Linked DNA regions of Sus scrofa: region 2 is linked to region 1. A link is a contact called in public Hi-C data. All regions are on one chromosome and are shown on one strand. The core of a region is the stretch at or near the end of the contact, and the rest is flanking DNA. Distances in the headings are between cores, read along the strand shown. Region 1 has its middle 10 kb from the start of SLCO2B1. Region 2 holds the start of RPS3 (ribosomal protein S3).

What was found. A called contact is a pair of places that touch in the nucleus more often than the background predicts.
Region 2: a Hi-C map of retroperitoneal adipose tissue shows a contact between it and region 1, with 1.5 times the contacts expected there. The contact joins the promoter of RPS3 here to the enhancer-like site in region 1. A contact is called at or near these places in 4 of 47 Hi-C or Micro-C datasets (epiblast stem cells, liver, omental adipose tissue and 1 more) and 1 of 2 datasets of contacts at active chromatin or transcription factors (alveolar macrophages).

The regions. Positions count from the first base shown.
Region 1 is chr9:9,421,274-9,426,393 of Sscrofa11.1, reverse strand. No RefSeq gene overlaps it. Among named protein-coding and RNA genes, the nearest start is that of SLCO2B1, 10 kb to the left of the region's middle. Within about 2 kb of position 2,028, at least 17 of the 83 cell types and tissues checked have an H3K27ac peak or open chromatin away from gene starts, as enhancers often do. A contact at or near this core is called in alveolar macrophages, liver and retroperitoneal adipose tissue, where this site is marked.
Region 2 is chr9:9,622,835-9,627,954 of Sscrofa11.1, reverse strand. It overlaps RPS3 (ribosomal protein S3), which reads right to left and starts at 2,680. Exons shown (of 7, transcript NM_001044601.1): 1 at 2,647-2,680; 2 at 1,367-1,497; 3 at 802-895; 4 at 281-375. The coding sequence starts at 2,676.

The sequences.
Region 1 (5,120 bases), core at 779-3,278:
TTTACCAGTCAAGTGCCTCAGGCAAGTCCCTGCACCTCTCCTGGTGTCAGCTGCCTCATCTATAAAGAAGGAGCAATCGTCCTCCCTTGCAGGGCTGCTGTGCAAGTTCAGTGAGTGAGAACGAAGCCAAGCCTGAGGCCCGGAGCTCTGAGAAGGTAGCAGCAGAGATGGGGCTCAGAACAGGGCAGCAAGAGGGACAGCAAATCTGGTTTGCTCCTTCCAGGTTGCTCAGCACTTTCACGCGTGAGGTCCTGTTGGGGCCTCCTAGTGGCAGAGGGCGCCGGGCACCTCTTCCTCCACTTTGCTGATGAGATGTTGAGTCTCAGTAACCATCCAGAGGCCACCTTTTAGTAAGTGGTAGGGTTGTGCCTTGAACCTCTGATGCCAGGAACCAGGCTTTTTCCTCTGCCCAGGCTGCGATTTTCTGAGGAAGACCTCTGGGTTTCCCCAAATCCAAGATACAGAAGTGAACCCAACTCGCTTCTGAGAATAGAGTGATATGAGGAGGTGGAATTGGAGTCCAGCTTTGGAGGTGCAATGACAGACAGACATCAGCCCCACTTGGCTCCTAGTGGCTGTATGGGATGCTAGAAGGAGGTGGGGTGTATCTGAAATAATCAGATCAGCCTGGCACATAGTAGGCCTTCAACTGATACTCATAGTGTGAATCTCCGAGAATCCAGAAATTGGAATGGAAGACCATCACTTGGGGAAAGGTCAACAGTTGGCTTGGGTTGATAGAAAAACCAGACCCCCATCCTGCTTAAAATCAGGGTCTCTTAAGCAAACTGGCCTAAGAGCAAATTGACTCTCTCTTTAAATCCTTCAGACTGAAGTCCACCCACAGAGTCGGGCAGAGGTGCAGACTTCCAGACTCCAAAGTGCAGGTGCACGGTTGAGAGAGGGAAGGTCCCTTTAGACTTTCTGGAGGCTTACTCACCTCCATCTTGGTCCTGAGGACTGCGTATGGGGTGGCATAATCTGGGTATAGGCTGGGACCAGCGTGGCTGGCTACGTTCACTTCATCAGTCTTTGAGCACAGCAATGCACACCATCCTGCAGGGCACGGAACATGCAGTAACCTCAGGCATGAGGGAACTTCATTGATGATTCCAGCCTTCCCAGGCTAACACAGCCGAGTCCAAGTATATTCCCAAACTTAGCTGTAGAACAGGAGCAAGAGTCCAGTCCCCAGAACCTTCTGGGAGTTAGATTAACAGGACTTCAGACAGTTCTTGGGCTGATCCTGCAGGGAGGTCCCACTCTGGGTGGCCCGGGCTGGAGGTTCAACCAAACTGGTTTGCGCCCCACCTTTGCCACTTGTGGTATGGTGTTTGCCGAGCCCCGTGCATTTGACAGAGCCCCGTGATGTGTGTGCATGGCAGCACCATCCATGGAGTCCCACAGTTTGCAAAGACAGACACCCTTTTTTTAAAGTCCCACACTGTTGGCAAAGCCTGGCATGGTTTGCAGAGTGCTGCAGCTTCCAGGGCTCTGCGACGTTGGTACAGCGTCTTGCGCTGGAACTGATGCTGCTTGTGAAACCCTAGGCTGTTTGCAGAACCCAAGCCCTTCTGCTCTTTAAGTCAACCCACGTGGGAAAATGCCTTTTTGCCAATGAGACAAAATAGGAGACTCCTCATTTTGTAGAACCATCTGAATTTGGGTACAAGGGAAGGGTCCTGGGCTCCAGCCTCAAGACCTCAGTTCTGGTCCCAGATCAGTCGCTACCTCGCTGTGGGACTTGGAGCAAGTCCTGTCTCCTCTCCGGGCCTCAGTCTTCTCATCTGTTAAATGGAAATGGTGACATCAAACCACCCACCCTCAGAACTGTTAGGAAGGTCACTGTAAAGACGCCTGGAGGATGGGGAGCAGAGCGGGGGCGGGGGGAAGAGGAAGAGTGGCCAGAGGCCCCTTCCTGAAAAAAGGCTCCAAACTCAAATGGCCACATCAGCATGTTTACTCCCACTTCCCTGTGGCCTGGCAGCTGGGGAGCGGATATCTATAAATGAGCCCTGGGCTAGGCAGACAAGTAACGGCCTCAGCGCCTCAGCCATCCCTACCCCAGATGCTGCCTGGGGGTCTGACCCCCAGCTGTGCTGACATCCTCTTACGCCTGGCTCATTAGATCTGCCCCTAGAAGGCAGTGTCATATTTATTTCACCCATGAGGCCTCTGACACGCAGAGAGGCCATGTGACTTGCCCAGGGCTATCTGTCAAGCAGATATCCGGGGCTAGGATCTGCGCCAAGGGCACCAAGGCTAGATGCATGGTAGTAAGAAGGTCAGAGCAGGGAAGAACTGGGAGCTCACTTGATGCAATGCCTCCCTTCTTCAGATTGGGAGACTGAGGCCCCGAGAGGGACAGGCTCTGATGTTTTGTGACCACGAAGAAGTCACAAATCTCTCTCTGGGCTTTAGTTTCTTCCCCTAGTGGAGGAGAAAGAGACCCCCTCCTGCCAAGGGTTCAGGACTTTCCCCTCTTTGTTGGCATGGCTCCTGGATCGGAAGGCAGCAAATTTCCCAACAGGGTAAAAGGGAAAACATGGATCTGCAGGCAGGTGGCCGTCCGGCCTGGCCACCCAGCCCTCCCCACCCTGGCTCAGCACACCCACCCTTGCACAGCCCATGCCGTGCTCCCTGCAGCCTAATTGGCCTGGAGTTTCTTCCTGGAGAAGCCCTTTTGCCCTAACAGCAGCCTTCCCCTAAGAACACCTGCCTCCACCTCTCAGCGGCCTCTCCCTCCAGCTCAGAGAGAACACGTTCTCTGCTAGAAACTCTGCATCCCTCCCTGAAAGCAGCAGCCCTGCGTCCCAGACAGAGCATGAGCTTGGGCCTCAGCTGCTTCAGTCTTGACTCAGTAAGAAGATCTCTGAGACTCAACTTCCTCACATGAAAAGATGTCAAGAAACCTGGCAGGGCTCTACTAAACCCAATCATCTCACCCTCTCATCAGTCTGGGTGTTTGAAGTTCTCCCAGGAGACTGTAAACTCCCCAGTGGCCAAGCTGGGTGACCTGAGACCAGTCGCTTGCCCTCTCTGATCCCCAGTGCCTTTGTCTGTGAAATACCTTCCAGGGCTGTCCAAAGGCTCAGAGGGGTTGATGGATTGTGCTCGCTCCGTCTGAGAGCTGAGCAGACATAAGCCGATATTAATATGGCGATGATGTAATGATGATGAGTCTCGGAATTCTGGAAGCAGAGGATGAGGAAGAAGCAAATGAGATGCGTGCCAGGTCAGTCTGACCTCATTGACAACCCCATGCGAATCAATCACTGCGAAGGCCCTCTGAAGCGGAAGGGCGCTCACGGGCGAAATGGGGGCTCACGGGCAGTGGGGGCGGGTGGGTGGGGGGAAGTTATTAGCAGCTACTGTTCTCTGAGTGCTGCCCGCTATGCCCTCTCACAGGGCCCAGACTGGACACTGGCTGGCCCGTGGTCCCCAGCCCTGGGTCTGCCACTCACACACGCCCTGGCATTGGTCAGGGCCTCTCTCCTGCCTGGTCCTCAGTGTCCTTATTTAAAGCGGTGAGAGTGGGCTCACTCTGCTCTGCCCGGCTTTGGGGAAGGAACCTGGGAGCTGATGGATGTACCGCTGCTTTTGTAAAGTGCTAAGTACGGGACATGAGGGATGATGGTTATTAATAATCCTGCTCCTGGGAGAGAGGGCATGGGGGAGGGGATGCAGCAGAGGCTGGGGGAGGGGAGTGAGCATCTGCCCCTGGCCGTCAGGGCCTCAGCGCCCCGCAGACTTTGTAACACTGCCCCCTGGGGGTCAGAGAGGAGGTCTGTGCCCCTGGCTCTTCCAGGAGAGTCCAGTCCAGGAGGAGGGACCAGAAGGACCACTGTCGGAGGAGGCTGAAATGGATGCTCCTGAAAGAGCCCAGTGAGAGCAGTCACTGCCTGCTCCCTGCTCTCTCTCCTCCACACTCTCAAATCGGCCCACTTCTTCCCATCCTGCTGTCACTGCCCTGGTCCTGCCACCAGCAGCTCTGGACTGGAGAGTCCCAGCCTCCTCTCCATCTCCAGGCTCTACCTTCCTGTGAGCCAGAGAGAACCTTCCAGCCCTTCAATCTGCCCATGCCCTTCCTGCTTAAAACCCTGTCCCCACCTTGGCCCCCCAATAACCTCAGGATAAACCCATCTCTCTCAGCCTGACATGGAGTGCCCCCAACTCTCTGTCTTTTTTTTTTTTTTTTTTTTTTTTTGTCTTTTTAGGGCCACACCAGTGGTACATGGAAGTTCCCAGGCTAGAGGTCGAATCGGAGCTGTAGCCACCTGCCTACACCACAGCTACAGCAACACCAGATCCGAGCCTCGTCTTCGACCTACACCACAGCTCACGGCAACACCGGATCCTTAACCCACTGAACGAGGCCAGGGATTGAGCCCACATCCTCCTGGATACCTGTCGGGTTTGTTAACTGCCGAGCCACGACAGGTACTCCTACTTCTCTGTCTTCTGCCAGATCGGAATTTCCACTTGCAGGTGAGGGGAAATGGTGGTTAAGCCCAAGGCTTTGGGGCAGGAATACTGGCTTCTCCATAGGGTAGCTGGATTATTGAACTCATTGCTTGTTGGGTTTTTTGGTGCGTACGTGTGGTAGAATATCCAAAATGCAAGATTGACCATTTGAACCATTTTACGTATAGAGTTCAGTGGCATTAAGTTCAGTCACATTGTTGTGGCATCGTCCCCACCGTTCATCTCCAGAATTTCTGCATCTTCCCAAACTGAAATTCTGTTCCCAAGAGTGAGTTAATCCTTTATGCTTCTGTTTTCTCATCTGCAAGTTGGGACTGATAAGTGGACAGCTTTGCACAGTACCTGGGAGGTAAGTAATAGACGCTTAACAATCATTGCTACTCTTTTATGCTCTGGAGGAAAGTAAGTGTGGCAGCACTGCAGGGGTTGTCTCTAGAAGTCCAGGGCTGTCACAGCCCAGAGTCATTTCTGTGACTGGCAAAGTTTATGACAGCTGCTGGGGAAGATGAGTCACTTCCTCCCCTGAGGAGGCGATGAGCCTGGAGATGGGAAGGCAGGAAGCAGAGTGAGCTCGAGCAGCTGCTTCTTGACCAGGCTGGCCCTCCTAGGATGCTCTGGGGACCACTATGCAGGCA
Region 2 (5,120 bases), core at 1,431-3,930, 200 kb before region 1:
TCGAGAACCCTAATCCCTCTTCTCTGAGTTCAGTATTTATTCTACTCCCAAAGCATACCTCAAATAGTTCTCCATCACAGCAATGACCACTCTAAAAATTTGCCTCTTTACCTGTCTTTCTTGCTAGACTGCTAGGCCAGCCCCATGACTAGCAATAGCTTACTGCTAAAAACTCTCAGGATGTTAGCAGGGTCTGCCATGTAAGTCCGCTTACCGAGTGACAAAATGGCTGATACTCTGATCCACAAGACGCAACCGCTGGAAGTCTCAGGACACTTACCTCCGCACAGCAAGGCCCCCGAGGAGTTTGTATCGCAGAGACTCTGCCTGGGCAATGGCACACAGACCTCTTGTGGCCACTTTTTCTGCATAAAGCTTTAGGAAGGAAAACAGGCATGTTCTTAAACTTGATACAGTCATCACTGTTTTCAACTAAAAATCAGCACATTCTCCATACTAGCATACACCACTGTATGTGTCACCAGAGCACCCAGATACTGAAGCATTTCTAAGGCCCGCATGTACTCAGTGACATATAGACTGAAGCATTTCTCATGCCCTGCCACCACTAGGTCTTTCTAGTCACAAGGAAACCATGAGGCTGCCAACCCCTCATTTGTATCATAATTACACCTATGATGAATGTAAAATCCCGCTATCCTGTTTATTAAGAGAACTTCAAAAAAATGTTCATCTATAACACTCAGCAACCACAAATAACTGTTAAAAGTGATAATGTACCATCCTAATGAGCCATTTCCAGGCCCACAGTAACCTCTGGCATAAACCAGGATCACTCACCTCTACACTGCCCTCAGGGAAGCCAAATCTCTTCTGAACCACAGCAGTCAATTCCCGGATCCTCCGGCCCTTCTCACCAAGAACATTCTGTGTCCTGGGGAAAATAGTGACAATTCACAGCTCTCACAAAATTCCAGATGTTAATTTTATTTTTTGGCAACACCCTAGGCATATGAAAGTTCCTGGGCCAGGGACTGAATCCCAGCCAAAGCTGTAGACCTAAGCCACAGCTGCAGCAACACTGGATCCCTGACCCACTGAGCCAGGCCAGGGACTGAACCAGTGTCTGCAGAGACAAGCCAGATCATTAACCCACTGGACCACAGTGGGAACTCCCCAAATGTAATTTTAAATCTTGCATATATACAGTAGTAAAGTCTTATTCACTGGACACAAGCAAGTATAAATGTTGTATGAGAAAGCTAGAATTAGGATTTTTTTTAAATGCAGTTTAAAAAAAAAAAATCACATATTCTAAGGTTCACTGGTTGTCCCAAGTTTGCAGAATAAACCATCTTAATGCCAACAACAATTATGGGTGACGGCCTGGAACACAAGTTTTTACCTGGTGGCCAAGATAATGATTTCTGTCCTAGTTGGTGTAACTCGAACTTCAACTCCGGAGTACCCATCTTCAGCCAGCTCCCGAGTAAGAAATTCATTCAGTTCAGCTTTGAAGATGCCATCAGCGACAAACTAACCAAAGAAGGAAATTCAAAGTGAGGACATGGGTGCAGGCTCACTTTCCTAGTCCAGTCTTTCAGCCAATGCAACCTTCATTAAAACTCAACACCTCCAACAGAGGACCCATCATCAATCATATTATCTGTGTTCCAGAAGGAACAGAGTAACCCTTCTCAGACAAATGCCTCTAGGTCATCTTTTGGAAGTCACTTTGACCCAGGGCCCTTTGAACTGTGCCACAGAACGCAACACAGAGCAGGGGCTACCTGGTCAAAGAGAACACCTCCAGTCAGACTCGTCATCTTCTCGTCATTGAAGGGTTTAAAAACTGTTATTAGCATGTACCCACGCTAAACAAAAGCAGCTCTAAAACGACCCATTTAGAACTAACTCAGCACAAGTGAGACACTGTTTGCACCCAGGGAGTTAAGCAGCCTCACCTGTAAACACAGTTCGGCTCAGCAGAAGACGCTCAGCCACTTTAATCTTGCCTTAACTGTACCCACGTGTGTTTCGGAAAGCTGGCAAATCCTCACTCACAAAAGCGTGTGGATTGCACTGTAACACCAACGTTATGTACTCACAAAATGACAAAGTGCCTCAAACCGAACGGACTTCACACAGTTCTCTCCCATGGAAAGATCAGTTCAGTTAAACTCGAGGAAGCGTTCTTCTCAGGTCCCCGCCCTCCCTTTCCCCAGAACTTTTCCTTGGCCCCAAGTGGAAAAAATGCCAAAAGCCTTCTCAAAACTGAGGTCTGTGAGGCAGAAGGCTGCACGCAGAAACGATTAATGAGAAGGCAAATATACTGCTACCTCCCTCTCCCGAAGCCCCGCTAAGATGCGGGGAACGGCTCACGGCCTCAAACACCACACGTTTCCTAACGGTACGGACTGACCAAGAAATGCTCACAAGCGCCTTCTCCGGGGCAGGAGGGGCCCCCGGTGCTCATCTCTGCTCTCCGTCCAAACCATCTCCGCCATACTGCGCCGGCCCGGCTCGGGCCTGCGCTCCATCCACCTCCATCCTCGGCCCTCGGGAACCCCACGCGGCCCGCCGCCAGGGGAAGAGGAAGGAGCCGCGGGCCTCGCGACGACCCCCAGAAAAGCTCCTGGCCCGCGCGGCGCCACAGCTCCTGGCATCCGGGCCCCGAGATCTCACCTTCCTCTTCTTGGAAATCTGCACCGCCATCTTGCCGCCGCGCGCAGCCGAAAGAAAAAGAAGGGGCGAGTGGCCGGAAGTGCGTATAAAGAGCGCTGCGCGACGACAAAGAACTGCGCGACGTCGACGTCTGTGGGCGCTCAAGGGAAATGTAGTTTTTACTTCCGGGAGGCGGTAAAAGAGAAGAGTAGCGTGATGGAGACACCTGTAGGCAGAAACGCGAAAGGGAGGAGATCAAGCGAAACGTCAAAACTGTCTGAAAGAAGTGGATGAATTAAAGGGACATACTGTGGACCTGATGTGTCTTGGTGATGGATTGAGGCTGAGGGGAGTTGAGAATGATGTTGCCGGTTTCTGACTTCAGGGCTGGATGTTAGTGACCACCCTCACGGAGGTGAGGAAACCAGGAACAGGCTTTTTTCTCCGTGTGTCATCTCCTTCTGGCACTTCCTCCAGGATTGGGTCTCTCCTAGTTGCTCCCATCACCATAACAGTCATCTCACTGGGTTGGAATGACCTGTTTATATATTTCTTCCACTACTGTAAGCTTAGGATACGGCCTGGTTCAGGCCCAGTGTCAACAAAAGTTTGAATAGCAAACAAATCAATGCATGGATTCTGGTTTTCGAATTGTTCTTGGTACTGTGGTTCAGATGAATTTGCTCACAAGTGCCATATCTTACCCGGGAGGCCCACAAAACCGAGTTGGAGAGACTCAAAGCTGAGGATCAGACCTCGGCAAGTTCTTTGCACCAACGTCACGTCTGGAGTTTTCATGGTGGCTCATCTGCTGTCTCTCCCCAGTGACACAGAGGATGCCTGCCTGGGTATGGTTCTCTGGTCCCAGGAAAAAGCCCATGAAGGAAGCTTTTATCTTTATCATCATAATGCCTTTTATTTTATCTATTTTAAGAGATATTATATTACTCAGAATAACACTGTAAAAATACTAGTATCGGACATTCCCACTGTGGCTCAGGGAAAACAAATCTGACTAGCATCCGTGGGGACACAGTTTTGATCCCTGGCCTCACTCAGTGGATTAAGGATCTGGCGTTGCTCTGAGCTGTGGTGTAGGTCACAGCTGCAGCTCTGATTCGATCCCTCACCTAGGAAACTCCAGGTGCCATGGGTGCAGCCCCAAAAAGCAAAAAAATTAAAATTAAAATACATGCATAAAAACATTTAAAAAGAGAAGCAAATTAAAACAACACAACACTCTTCTGGTTAAGCAAACATTTCAGGACACATGTTTTCAGATTTCCCTCCAGGCAGTGAGATGTCCTGTGGCGAATGGTGTGCACTTTCAGCGTCACACAGATGGGGTCACTGCCGTGCACAGGTGCCATGGAGGATGCTCTGTTCTGCTGGGAGGGTGCCAAGGGAGCAGACAGCTTGGTCAGAGGCAGGGCAGTGGGGAAAATGATGAAGCCAGCTCAATCAGTTTCATGTCTCAGTGCTACTATTTACAAGCTTCAGGCAAGTCACTAAACCTTTTTGTCTCATATTCTTCATCTGGAAAGTGCTCATTAACCTCTGAGGATTTCTGTGATTGAATTAGATGGTGGCTTTAAAGCACTCAGCATAGTGCCCAGCACGTGGAAAGCATCCGTTATATGGGACAGATCATCACTGCTTTTAGTGCAAATAAACACCTTGGCATTTTGGTTTCAATGTTTTTGGTTAGGGTGAGTCATCTTGCCATCACTAACACGTGGGCCCACACCTCTGCTTTTTGCAGAAGCCGCTACACACCAGCACCTTCCATTCTCACACATGCTGGGCACTATCTGCTGTGGGTAGAAGGATGATACCGCAATAATGCTTAAGGCAGAGAAATCAAAAGAAAGAGGTGGGGAAAACTGAGTCAGAGACCAGACACTGGAAGAAGAAAGACTTGGCCAAGGGAGAGAAAAAGACCAGGGAGATCTCCACTCATCAAGCTTTTTCCAAGGGTGTAAGATCAGCATCTGGTTTGGAGAGGTGGGGGCCAAGGACAGCTGTATCAGGGACCTGCCCGGGGCCATTACGGGCTAGGAGGGAGAGGGCAGGGGCTGGGCAGGCAGGTCAAAATGACCAGCTGAACCTTTCCTGGGCGTGGATGGAGGAGGCGGGTTACCAAGCCCAGCTCAAGGAGAGGGACACAGCTGGAATACCAGAGACAGTAAGTTTGTCCAATTGATTTTATCTGGGCTTTTGTTTGGTTGGTTGGTTGGTTGGATTTTTTTGTTTTTTGGTTGTGCCCATGGTATGTATTGGTTTCCGGGCCAGTGATCGAACCCATGCCGCAGCAATGACTGGAGCCACTGTAGTGACAATACCAGATCCTCAACCCCCTGCACCACAGGTGGGTGGCCAGTTGATTTTTTTGTTTGGTTTGGTTTGGTCTTTCTAGGGCCGCACCGGGGCATATGGAAGTTCCCTGCCAGGGGTCCAATCTGAGCTGAAGCCTAACTGCCTAGGCTACAGCCAGG